2 separate regions of the Mus musculus genome follow, and region 1 is linked to region 2. Evidence: chromatin contacts called from public Hi-C data. All regions are on one chromosome and are shown on one strand. The core of a region is the stretch at or near the end of the contact, and the rest is flanking DNA. Distances in the headings are between cores, read along the strand shown. Region 1 has its middle 14 kb from the start of Gm46123. Region 2 overlaps Phip (pleckstrin homology domain interacting protein).

Evidence for each region. A called contact is a pair of places that touch in the nucleus more often than the background predicts.
Region 1: a contact with region 2 is called in a Hi-C map of bone marrow-derived macrophages, with 17 read pairs. The contact joins two enhancer-like sites. A contact is called at or near these places in 1 of 15 datasets of contacts at CTCF or cohesin (large pre-B cells), 10 of 484 Hi-C or Micro-C datasets (B cells, bone marrow-derived macrophages, brown adipocytes and 7 more) and 1 of 9 other capture datasets (pancreatic islet).

Annotation. Positions count from the first base shown.
Region 1 is chr9:83,362,442-83,367,618 of GRCm38.p6, reverse strand. No RefSeq gene overlaps it. Among named protein-coding and RNA genes, the nearest start is that of Gm46123, 14 kb to the right of the region's middle. Within about 2 kb of position 1,843, at least 1 of the 459 cell types and tissues checked has an H3K27ac peak or open chromatin away from gene starts, as enhancers often do. A contact at or near this core is called in bone marrow-derived macrophages, where this site is marked.
Region 2 is chr9:82,886,815-82,891,792 of GRCm38.p6, reverse strand. Phip (pleckstrin homology domain interacting protein) reads left to right here. Exons shown (of 40, transcript NM_001081216.1): 28 at 1,321-1,432; 29 at 1,618-1,679; 30 at 4,124-4,279. Among named protein-coding and RNA genes, the nearest start is that of Gm38553, 36 kb to the right of the region's middle. Within about 2 kb of position 2,927, at least 4 of the 459 cell types and tissues checked have an H3K27ac peak or open chromatin away from gene starts, as enhancers often do. A contact at or near this core is called in bone marrow-derived macrophages, where this site is marked.

The sequences.
Region 1 (5,177 bases), core at 594-3,093, 480 kb before region 2:
AAGTGTTACTCTGCAGGTTAAAGAAAAACATATTATGCCCAGCAAAATTACTCATAAAAATTGAAAGTGAAATGATCTCTCTCAGATAAAAATAAACTGAGGACATTGATTGCCATGGACATATTGAAATGCTGTGCAAACCTGATGACATGAGTTTCATTCAAGAAGCACACAGTAGAGGGAGAAACCCAAATTCTGAAAGTTGTCCTCTGAACACACACACACACACACACATATACATATCATATATATACATAATAACAATAATATAATTTTATAAAAATATTTTAACAGAGTCTTACATTAGAAATGAAAGGATAACTTATCATAGAACATTAATCACACAAAACTCAGTAGAAGAACAGATATACAAAAGAAAGAGTTAAACCTTAGCACAACAGAAAACTGCTAAGTCATAGAAATAGTAAAAGAGGTGAAATGAAAAAAAATATACAAAACAAGCAGAATATAATCAACCTAAAGAAAGGAGAAAGCTGTGTTTATCAACAATAATATTGAATGTAAATTATGGATTAAATGTACCAAACAAAGACATAGACTGTATACATATGCACATGCACACACCAAAACAAAACACAAGACCCAACTATTTGCTGCAAATAAATAAAAGATTGGAAAAGACACATTGTAGCTTATAACACAGAAATACAAAACCTTAAAGGTACATGAATGACTATTTCATTAAAAATCTGTCTTAGGAGTAGATAATTTTCTGGAATCATATAACCTAATAGAAAATAAGTAGAGAATTTAAATATAAACAAACTAATGGTGTGTAATAAACTTGAAGCAATAATTTTGTCCTATGGAAGTTCTGGATCTGATGGCTTTACTGATGAATTTTATAAAGTGTTTTAATAAAAATTAGTTCCAGTTATTTTTGAATTACTGAACAAATTAAAATAGAAATCTTTCAAACTCTTTTAAAGAAGCCAGATGTACTCTAATGCCCAAACCAGATGAAACTACATTAAAAAGAGAAAACTAACAGCCCTACACACCATGAATATAAGTGCAACAATTCTAAATAATCTTCTAAAATCTCCTTTCCCCCACTGGTATAATGTTGGCTGTAGGTTTGTCATATAAGGGCATCACTATGTTGATATATGTTTCTTCTCTTCCAGACTCCTTCAGGGCTTTTATTATGAAAAGATGTTATACTCTTCCAAGGGCCTTTTCTGCATCGAATGAGATCCTTGCGATTCCTGGACATATGTCCACTTATGTGCTGAATTACACTTATTGATTTGTACATATTGAGCCAACTTTGCATCACTGGAATGAAATAAACTTGGTTATGGTATATGATATTCCAAATGTGTTCCTAGATTTGGTTTGTAAGAACTTTATGAACAATTCTTGCATATACGTTCACAGGGGAACCAAGAGAACTTGGTCTCTACTTTTAATTTGTTTGTTTTCCTTGAGTCCTTTTCCTGGTTTGAAGTCAGGATCATGCTGACTTCATAAGAAAGGTGAGTAAGGATCTTTCCCTTAGGAGCACTGATATTAGTTATTCTCTAAATGTTTGATAGTTTTCTAGGTCCTGAGTTTTCTCCTTTGGCACGCTTTTTATTAGTGCTTCAATTTCATTGATAGGGATTTTTGAGGTTGTTTATATATCTCCCTGATTTAATTTGGATAGATCTTGTGTTTCCGTGATGTGTTACTTTTCTATTGCTGTGTTAAAGGCCATGGTCAGAAAGCAGCTTGGAGAGGAAAGAGCTTATTTGACTTATACTTCCAAATCACAGTTCATCATGTGATGGCACGGCAGGAACTCAAAGTAGGAAGCAGAAAGCAGGAACTGAAGCAGAAGCTGTGGAGGGAGGGAGGCTGCTTCCTGTCTTGATCCTTGTGACTTTGTCAGATTTCCTTATGCGACTCAGTACTACCTGCCCAGAAGTGGTACCACCCCATGGGATGGACCCTCCCATATCAATCATTAATCAGGAAGTGCCCCACAGTCCTGCCTGGGGAGACATTTTCTCAGTTGATGTTCTTCTTCCTAGATAAATCTGATGTATCGAAGTTGACATAAAACTGCCCCAAATACATCATGTTATCCATTTCTTGTAAAATTTTCAGTTGTGTGGGATATAATTTTTTAAAGTAGCTCCTAATGATTCTCTGAATTTCACTGGAATCTACAGTAACATTATTGTTTTCATTTCCAATTTTATTTTTCTATTTTTATTTTATTTATTTATTTATTTGTTTACTTATTTATTTATTTTTGGTTTTTTGAGACAGGGTTTCTCTGTGTAGTCCTGGCTGGCCTCGAACTCAGAAATCCACCTGCCTCTGCCTCCCAACCAATTTTATTTTTGATAAATGGTTTTCCACCCCTTTGCTCTCAGTGTGTAAGATTCTTTACCAGTGAACTATGCTTCTTTTTTTAAAAATTTTTTATTAGGTATTTTCCTCATTTACATTTCCAGTGCTATCCTAAAAGTCCCCCATACCCTCCCCCCGCCCATTCCCCTACCCACCCACTCCCACTTTTTGGTCCTGGCGTTCCCCTGTACTGAGGCATATAAAGTTTGCATGACCAATGGGCCTCTCTTTCCACTAGTGGCTGGCTAGGCCATCTTCTGATACATATGCAGCTAGAGACATGAGCTAGGGGTACTGGTTAGTTCATATTGTTGTTCCACCTATAGGTAATGCTTCTTAGAAATAACAGTCAACGAGATCTAGTTTTTAAATCCAGTCACTCTGTACCTTTCTATTAGTAAGTTGAGGCCATTTACATTTGATGCTATTACTGAGAGATATTTACTCAGTCCTGTAACTTTGTCATTTTTTTTTCTTATTGGATTTATGCTTATTCTTTACTTTCTTTCTCATTCATATCAACATGTATCAGGGGTTTGATGACTTATTGCATTGGACACAACGGATTTCTTGTTTGCTTTCTTCATCTAACTTTTGTTATACAATTTTACTTTCCTATGATTTCATGATTGAAACTCATACTGAGTATACATCATTTCTCAAACGCTATGCTAGCCTGGCGATCGTGAACTATCTTAGTTTGTGCTTATTTTGACCTTTCCTTATTTTGGCAGCAATCTTAGATGATGTTGCTGGATGTAGCACTCTTGGTTGGCAGTTACTTAGTTTCAGAACTTGAAATTCCTTGTTTCCGTCATTATTTACTGATAAGGGATCTGATGTTTTCCTGATATTTCTCCCTTTGTAGATATGTTGGCATTTTTCTTTCAGCCTTTAATATTGTTACTTTGCTTTATGCTTTTTGAAAATCTAACTTATCTGGTCATGTGCACTCTGGAGCTCTAAATGATTCATATTTATATATCTATTTCTTTCTTTAAATTGGATAATTTTCTCTTATAATTTTATTAAATAAATTCTTTATGTGTCTAATCTCAACTCCTCTTCCATCCTGTGGATTCTTTAGGTTCAGTCTCTTGATTATTTACCAGAGTTCTTGGCTACTGTTGCCATATTTCTTCCACTTGGTCATTTGATTGAGTTTAATGCTCTTCACTGGATTTTGTTGTTTGATTCATTTAATAGTTAAAATTGATTAATTTCTGTCATAGTTAGGGTTTAATTGCTGTGAAGAGACACCATGACCACTGCAACACTTATAAATGAGAACATTTAATTGGGGCTGGCTTACAGTTCAGAGGTTTAGTCCATTTTTGTCATGGCGGAAAACATAGTGGTGTGCAGTTAGACACGGTGCTGGAGAAGGGGCTGAGAGTTCTACATCTCAACCCAGAGGGAGCAGGAGGACCAATTGGCTTAGCTTCTGATACTTCAAAGATTCCTAGTCACACACCTTCTCCAACAAAAACACACCTCCTAATAGTGACATTCCCTGTGGGTCTATGGGGGCCATTTTCTTTCAAATCATCACAATTTCTAATATTTCTACTTATTGAGTATGATTTTTTTCTCAAAAAACCCTCAATTTCCTTGGTGAATATTTTATTTGTATTGCTAATATTATCATCCATTTTTAATGATTTTGTTCTCTGTGTTGCTTATTTTCCCTGCTGGATTCTGAATTGAATCCATCTATTTCTTTGTATCTTCCTTTAAATAATTGATTTTTTTTAAATCAGAAAAGCTTTGAATACTCATCTCACATCTTATCTTTTGAGTTCAATAGTTTAAAAGCTATGATTTTTGGAAAATTGTTACCTAGAATTTTCATTTTGTTTACATTTCTGTGTTGTGATTTACACATCTACATTTGAATGTCTCTGTGCTGGCTAGTTTTATATCAATTTGACACAAGCTACAGTCACTGAAGAAGAGGGAGCCTCAATTGAGAAAATGCCTCCATAAGATCAGGCTGTAGGCAAGACTCTAGGGCATTTTCTTAATTATGGATTGTTGTTAGAGGGCCCAGCCTAGTGTGAGAGTGGGGGCTACCCAGGGTTGATGTTCCCAAGTTCCGTCAGAAAGCAGGCTGACGGAGCTGTAGGAGCAAGCCAATATGCAGCACTCCTCCATGGCCTCTGTATCAGCTCCTGCTTCCAGCTTTCTGCCCTGCTTGAGTTCCTGTCCCAAATTCCTTCCATGGTGAATAGTGATATGGAAACCAAATAAACCCTTTTCTCTTCAACTTGCTTTGGGTCATGGTGTTTTATTACAGCAGCAGTAACCCTAACTAAGATAGTCTCAGGTTTTGGTTTTTTGCTTTTTTTTTGCGGGGGGGGGGGGGAGGTTCTTATTGAGCAAACTCCTCTCGAAAGTTCAATCTACAGATCCCAAAAGCAAAGAAGAAACAAACTCGAAGAATAACAACATTAAAACACAGAAGGTGCAGAAGTCCACAGGATTGATCACGGCCACTAATACATCATCAATAACCATAAAATGGAAATGGCAAAACTACTGGAGAATATTTTCTAAAGTTAAAATTTGCTTTAGGCAAGTGTGAAAGGAGTAAATGAGTGAGTTAGAGGAAAGAGACAAGGGGAGAGGAGAAGCAGATGAAAGATTAAATAAGTGGAGAAAGAAGGAAAGTGGAAAAGAATCTCATGGAGGAGAAAGCAAGAGAATAGAAAACAATAAAAAGGAATGGAGAGAAAAAAAACAAAGCAAAATTACTTTCCAATAATGAGAAAATTAAAAAGTAAAAATAGATAAATGCAAGAAGAGTTTTAGTATTA
Region 2 (4,978 bases), core at 1,678-4,177:
GACGGTTAGCTCTGACTGGTGCTCCGCATTGTTAACCTGACTGACTGAGCTGTCCGTTGTGGTCAGATGCATTTGCAGTCTCTGATTGACTGTGGGGCAAAGCTTGTCAGTCTTGGAGAGTCCTAAGAAATTGGTCTGTTTAAGTCATGCTTTCAGTAATGTTCTGGGAAGAGTTAAAAATGCTGTTAGTACTCAGTCTTGTAAAATAGCTTGTCTCTCAGCTCACTATCACCAGTATGCATCTCAGGAACAATGACAGACTTGATGGTTTATATGGCTCCCGCTCAATACCCAGTCAAAATCAATAATACTTTACAAAGATTTTCTTTTAATTCTAATTCTAAAGAATTCTATTTTAAAAGATACTTTACCTTGTTTTTCTGATTTAATGCAGCTATGTTATTTTACGCATATCTGCATAAATTTCTAAATCTTTTTTTAAACATGAGAAAACTTTTCTTGAAGATAACTGATTGATTAGTGGGCAAACTAATTCATTAATCTTAACTTATCTGTTAAAAATGAAAAAGTACCTTCATATAAGACACTACTTATTCTAATATAGATGATACCACTATTAAGTAGATAAAGACAGTTGAAAACCAACTAATATATTCAGTTACAACCACTTCTTTTAGACTTTTGCCCATGCTAAGAGGAGATTTAGTTAGTACAGGGACACATGAAAGGAAAACCCTTCACAAAGCAAAAGGTACTTTGCAGTTTTCATATGCAGCTGGAAACTGACAAGACTGACATTCCAAACAGGCGTGACTCTTGGAGCTTACTAGAGTGTTTATTTATCATGAGCAGTTTAGTAATAGAAGCATAGCAGTTGGATAAAGAATAGACAAAAGGCATGTTTTCTTTTTCTACGAAGCTTGACAGTTTTCACTCTTTCTTCTGTTGTTGCCCTTTAGAAAGGAAGGAAGAGTGAGTGTGTAATACACTGTAAGGATGATGGAGATGATCAATCTGAAATCTTGATGATTATTTGTGGGGAATAAAAAAAATAAACTATAGCTATGTCTAGTCAGAAGTAACCCAGAGTAAATATGAGAAGTGTAGACATAGCCTGAATGATGATTTTTAAATGCTGCATTTGCAAAAATGATCAAGTATAAGAAATAATGGAAGTTATATTTTAGATATGTGTGCTAATTTTCCTGACTTTTTTTTAAATATATGGTTTACCATTTGCCTTGTGAAATCACCCAGTGTAAGAATCTTAGGGAGATACATTTTAGGAAAGGCAGTTAACCAATGTGACAGGACATACCAATTTGATGGATGAGACAGGCTGGTTCTGTTATTTTTCAGGTGACCGCTTCAGATCTGTCATAGATGATGCCTGGTGGTTTGGAACAATTGAAAGTCAAGAGCCTCTTCAACCTGAGTACCCTGATAGTTTGTTTCAGTGTTATAATGTATGGTAAGAAAATAATTGGTTGTATTTTCAGTTAGACCAGGGTTTAAATTTTTTTCTGGTCTATTAGTAAAGATGTCAAGATACTTCATTTTAATACTGAGTCAATTATTTGTTTAATATGATTTTCATAAATATTTTTGTATTGTCATTTTCTGACCTTTTAATGGAAAATTTTTGCTTTCTTAAAGTTGGGACAATGGAGATACAGAAAAGATGAGTCCTTGGGATATGGAATTAATACCTAATAATGGTAAGTATTGTTAGGCTCGTTGCTTAAACCTTATGGAATTAGGGTTCTTTTGTTTTACATTTTCCGTGCATGTGTTTGTGTTTGTGTGTGATATGTGTATGGCCATATACGTAGTGGGGCAGTTTGCAAGAGCTAGTTCTCTTCTTTCTTGTGTCCCAAGGTTGTACTGGGTCATTAGGTCTTGTGGGATATACTTTTGCCCTCTGAGCCATCTCTTCAGCCCAAAATTTACTTTTTTTTTTTTAAATAAGAAAGCTAATTTATTGCTTGAGTTGAATCCTAGCATTTTTGACGCAAAGGCAAGAAGTTACCATAACCTAGGGTTGCATATTAAGAACTTGATTCAACAAAGTAAAACCCTTGATATCCTTTAAGTTTATTGTGACCAGCTAATAGAAAACATTTAACAAAAGTATTAATTGTAAACCTGTTGAGTATAAAATTAGAGAAGGTTCAACAGTGAACATTTTGACAGTCCTTGTCTGTCTGGAGCCTATAGCTTAAAAGAGAGATTGAAATTAATATATTATAACTAAATAGATAGTCATTTTATTATTCATTCTCCGTTGATGGGTGGGAGAGTCCTAAATCATTTTTGTAACATTAACAAATAGTCTTTAAGGGCTATAGCTTCTAACTGGAAGTATGGCTTTGTCTTGCCACTTTGTATGTACTAGTTCCCAAGTCCAAGAATCACTTTCTTAGGACTCCTCTTCCATTACATGTTCAATGGCTAGGGTAACTGGGGTTGGAGAGTTAGCCCTGGGAAGGTGAGTTAGGACATATTTCTGATTCTGGAAGAGTGAATATCGTTGAAGCATGGTGATTATAGTTTTCTCTTGATTATCAGGTTTTGTTTCAAGTTTTTAAAAGTAGGACATAGTTATCCATGCCCAAAAGGTTTGTAAGTGGCATATTGTAGATTATAAATTATTATTTATATTAGAATCCTTTACATTCTGTGTTGCTTAGATTTTTAAATGATATATGCCTATATCCTCAGGTAGAGATTAAAAAAAAAAAACAAGAAAAAATCATTTTAACATAATAGAAATAGACATTTATAAGTGAGATTTTTGAGTAATTTATGTACTGTAAAAAATTACTAGAGAGATGCCTCAAGTTTAAGGCCAGACTCATCTACATAGTAATTTCCTGACCAGTTTGGGCTACATAGTGAAACCTTTTCTCAAAACAAGACAAAACAAAACAAAACAAAGAAAGAAACAGAAAGGGGAACTGGAGAAGATGGCTCAGCAGTCAGAATCACTGGGCTCTCTTCCAGAAGACTTGGTTTTGATTCCCAACTCCCACACAGCAACTCAGAACCATCTGTAAATCTGCCTCTAGGAACTCCAACCCTCTCCTCTGATCCCTCTAGGCACCAGGCACATACTTGGTACACAGACATACATTTAGGCAAAACACCCATACACATAAAATAAATAAATATGTAATGTAAAAAGTGCTCTTGATCTTCTACCTTGCTGCCACATATGGTAATTATAAATATTAAATAGGAAGTGAACTCAGTCAAGAAATTTTTAAATTAAAACAGTATTCCTGTTGATGATGTTGGTCATTTAATACTAATAGTGAACATTTTCCTTTCATTGCTCAAGTAGAAATACTGAAAATTAGAAAATATCATTATCAACCCGTGACATCTCCTGGCTTCTTGTTTTGTCTACCTTTATGAGTTTAAATCTTGTGTTTAAATTTGGTGCAATTCAATTGCTGTGAGCTCATAATTTGCCTAATAAAGAAATTAAGTTGGCTTTGTTGTACTGTTGCTAGTTTTTCTTTTTAAAGCCCTGATGATACTAATTATTTTAATGCCTCTTTGTACATCCATTGATGATTCTGATGAAATTTTTTTATTTGAGTACACATACATATACACATAGTTATTTTGATTGCATGCAGTGTTTGGATTCTGTTGTAGTTAATTTAAAGGAAATAAATAACCTGGTGTGTTTGTAGACTCTTTCTCAACACTACTTGAAATTTTTTTTATGTACAGTGTTAAAGATGTAGACATGAAACCATTACTTCAGAAATGGAAGACCTAAAACTTCCTCTTGCTTGGCATTCATAATTTTTTTGTTTCTGTTAGAAAATTTGGAATTTGATTAAAATATTATTGAAATTTTCATCAGTTCATTTTAACTGTATATTTTATTAAAATGAATGATAGTTGAGTTATGGGATGGATTAAAAATTCAAATGTTCTTTTCCAGGTATAACTGGAGTGTAGTACACTTACTACGTATAAAGAATCATTTAGTTTTAAATAATATGCTTTTTGAGATGCGTTTTATTTGTATTTAAAACATTTTCCCATTATGAAAATTGTAATTTTTAAACATCAATTATTTCTGAAGGAAAACTCATCACTACTTACTACATATGTTCATTGATGGGTTTCTCTATCTGCATTCCAGCTGTCTTTCCAGAAGAACTGGGTACCAGTGTTCCTTTAACTGATGTTGAATGTAGGTCGCTAATTTATAAACCTCTTGATGGAGAATGGGGAGCCAATCCCAGGGATGAAGAATGTGAAAGAATTGTTGGAGGAATAAATCAGCTGATGACACTAGGTAAATAAGTAATAGAAAATCCTTCTAAGTTACATGAACTTTCCTGTAGCAAAAGTTTAGGAGTCTGCCATATTTTTAAAGCTTCTTACACTCAACAGACTTGATAGGAACTGAAGGAGGAAGGTAGTGCAAAGTTGTATTTAATTACTTGGATAGCTATCCTTGTTTTCTCATCACGTGACACATGCATAGGTCTTTAAAGGGAAAGAACTGGAATATGATCTCATTTTCCTGGCTTGTGAAAATACAAGTAAACTGACAATAACGTTTGCTTGTCTGCACTCTGTGCTTTTGAGGTAACTGGAGATCGTTATGGTATTTACAGTATAGACTAGCAGTCCAGAATCAGCTTAACATGGCATAGGGTGATAATTCAAAAAAATAGGAGTAAGACCTGAAGATCCTGGGCATAATGTTGTATGCAGAAGTTTTGTTTTTTGGCTTTTTCTTTTTCTCTTATGGTGCCAAGGATCAGACTGAAGGCTTTATACAAGCAAACACTACCCCTGAGCTGTATGTATACCCAGCCTCAAAGTCTGATAAAATGGAAACTGTAAAAGTCATCTTAGAAATACTGTCTTAAATAGCTTTATCAATATTTTAGGTTTAAAGTAGCTTAAAAAAATACAATGATCTTAACTTACATTCTTGGTTTTGCTCTATTTTTTTTTGTGTGTTGATAAATTTATAATATATCTG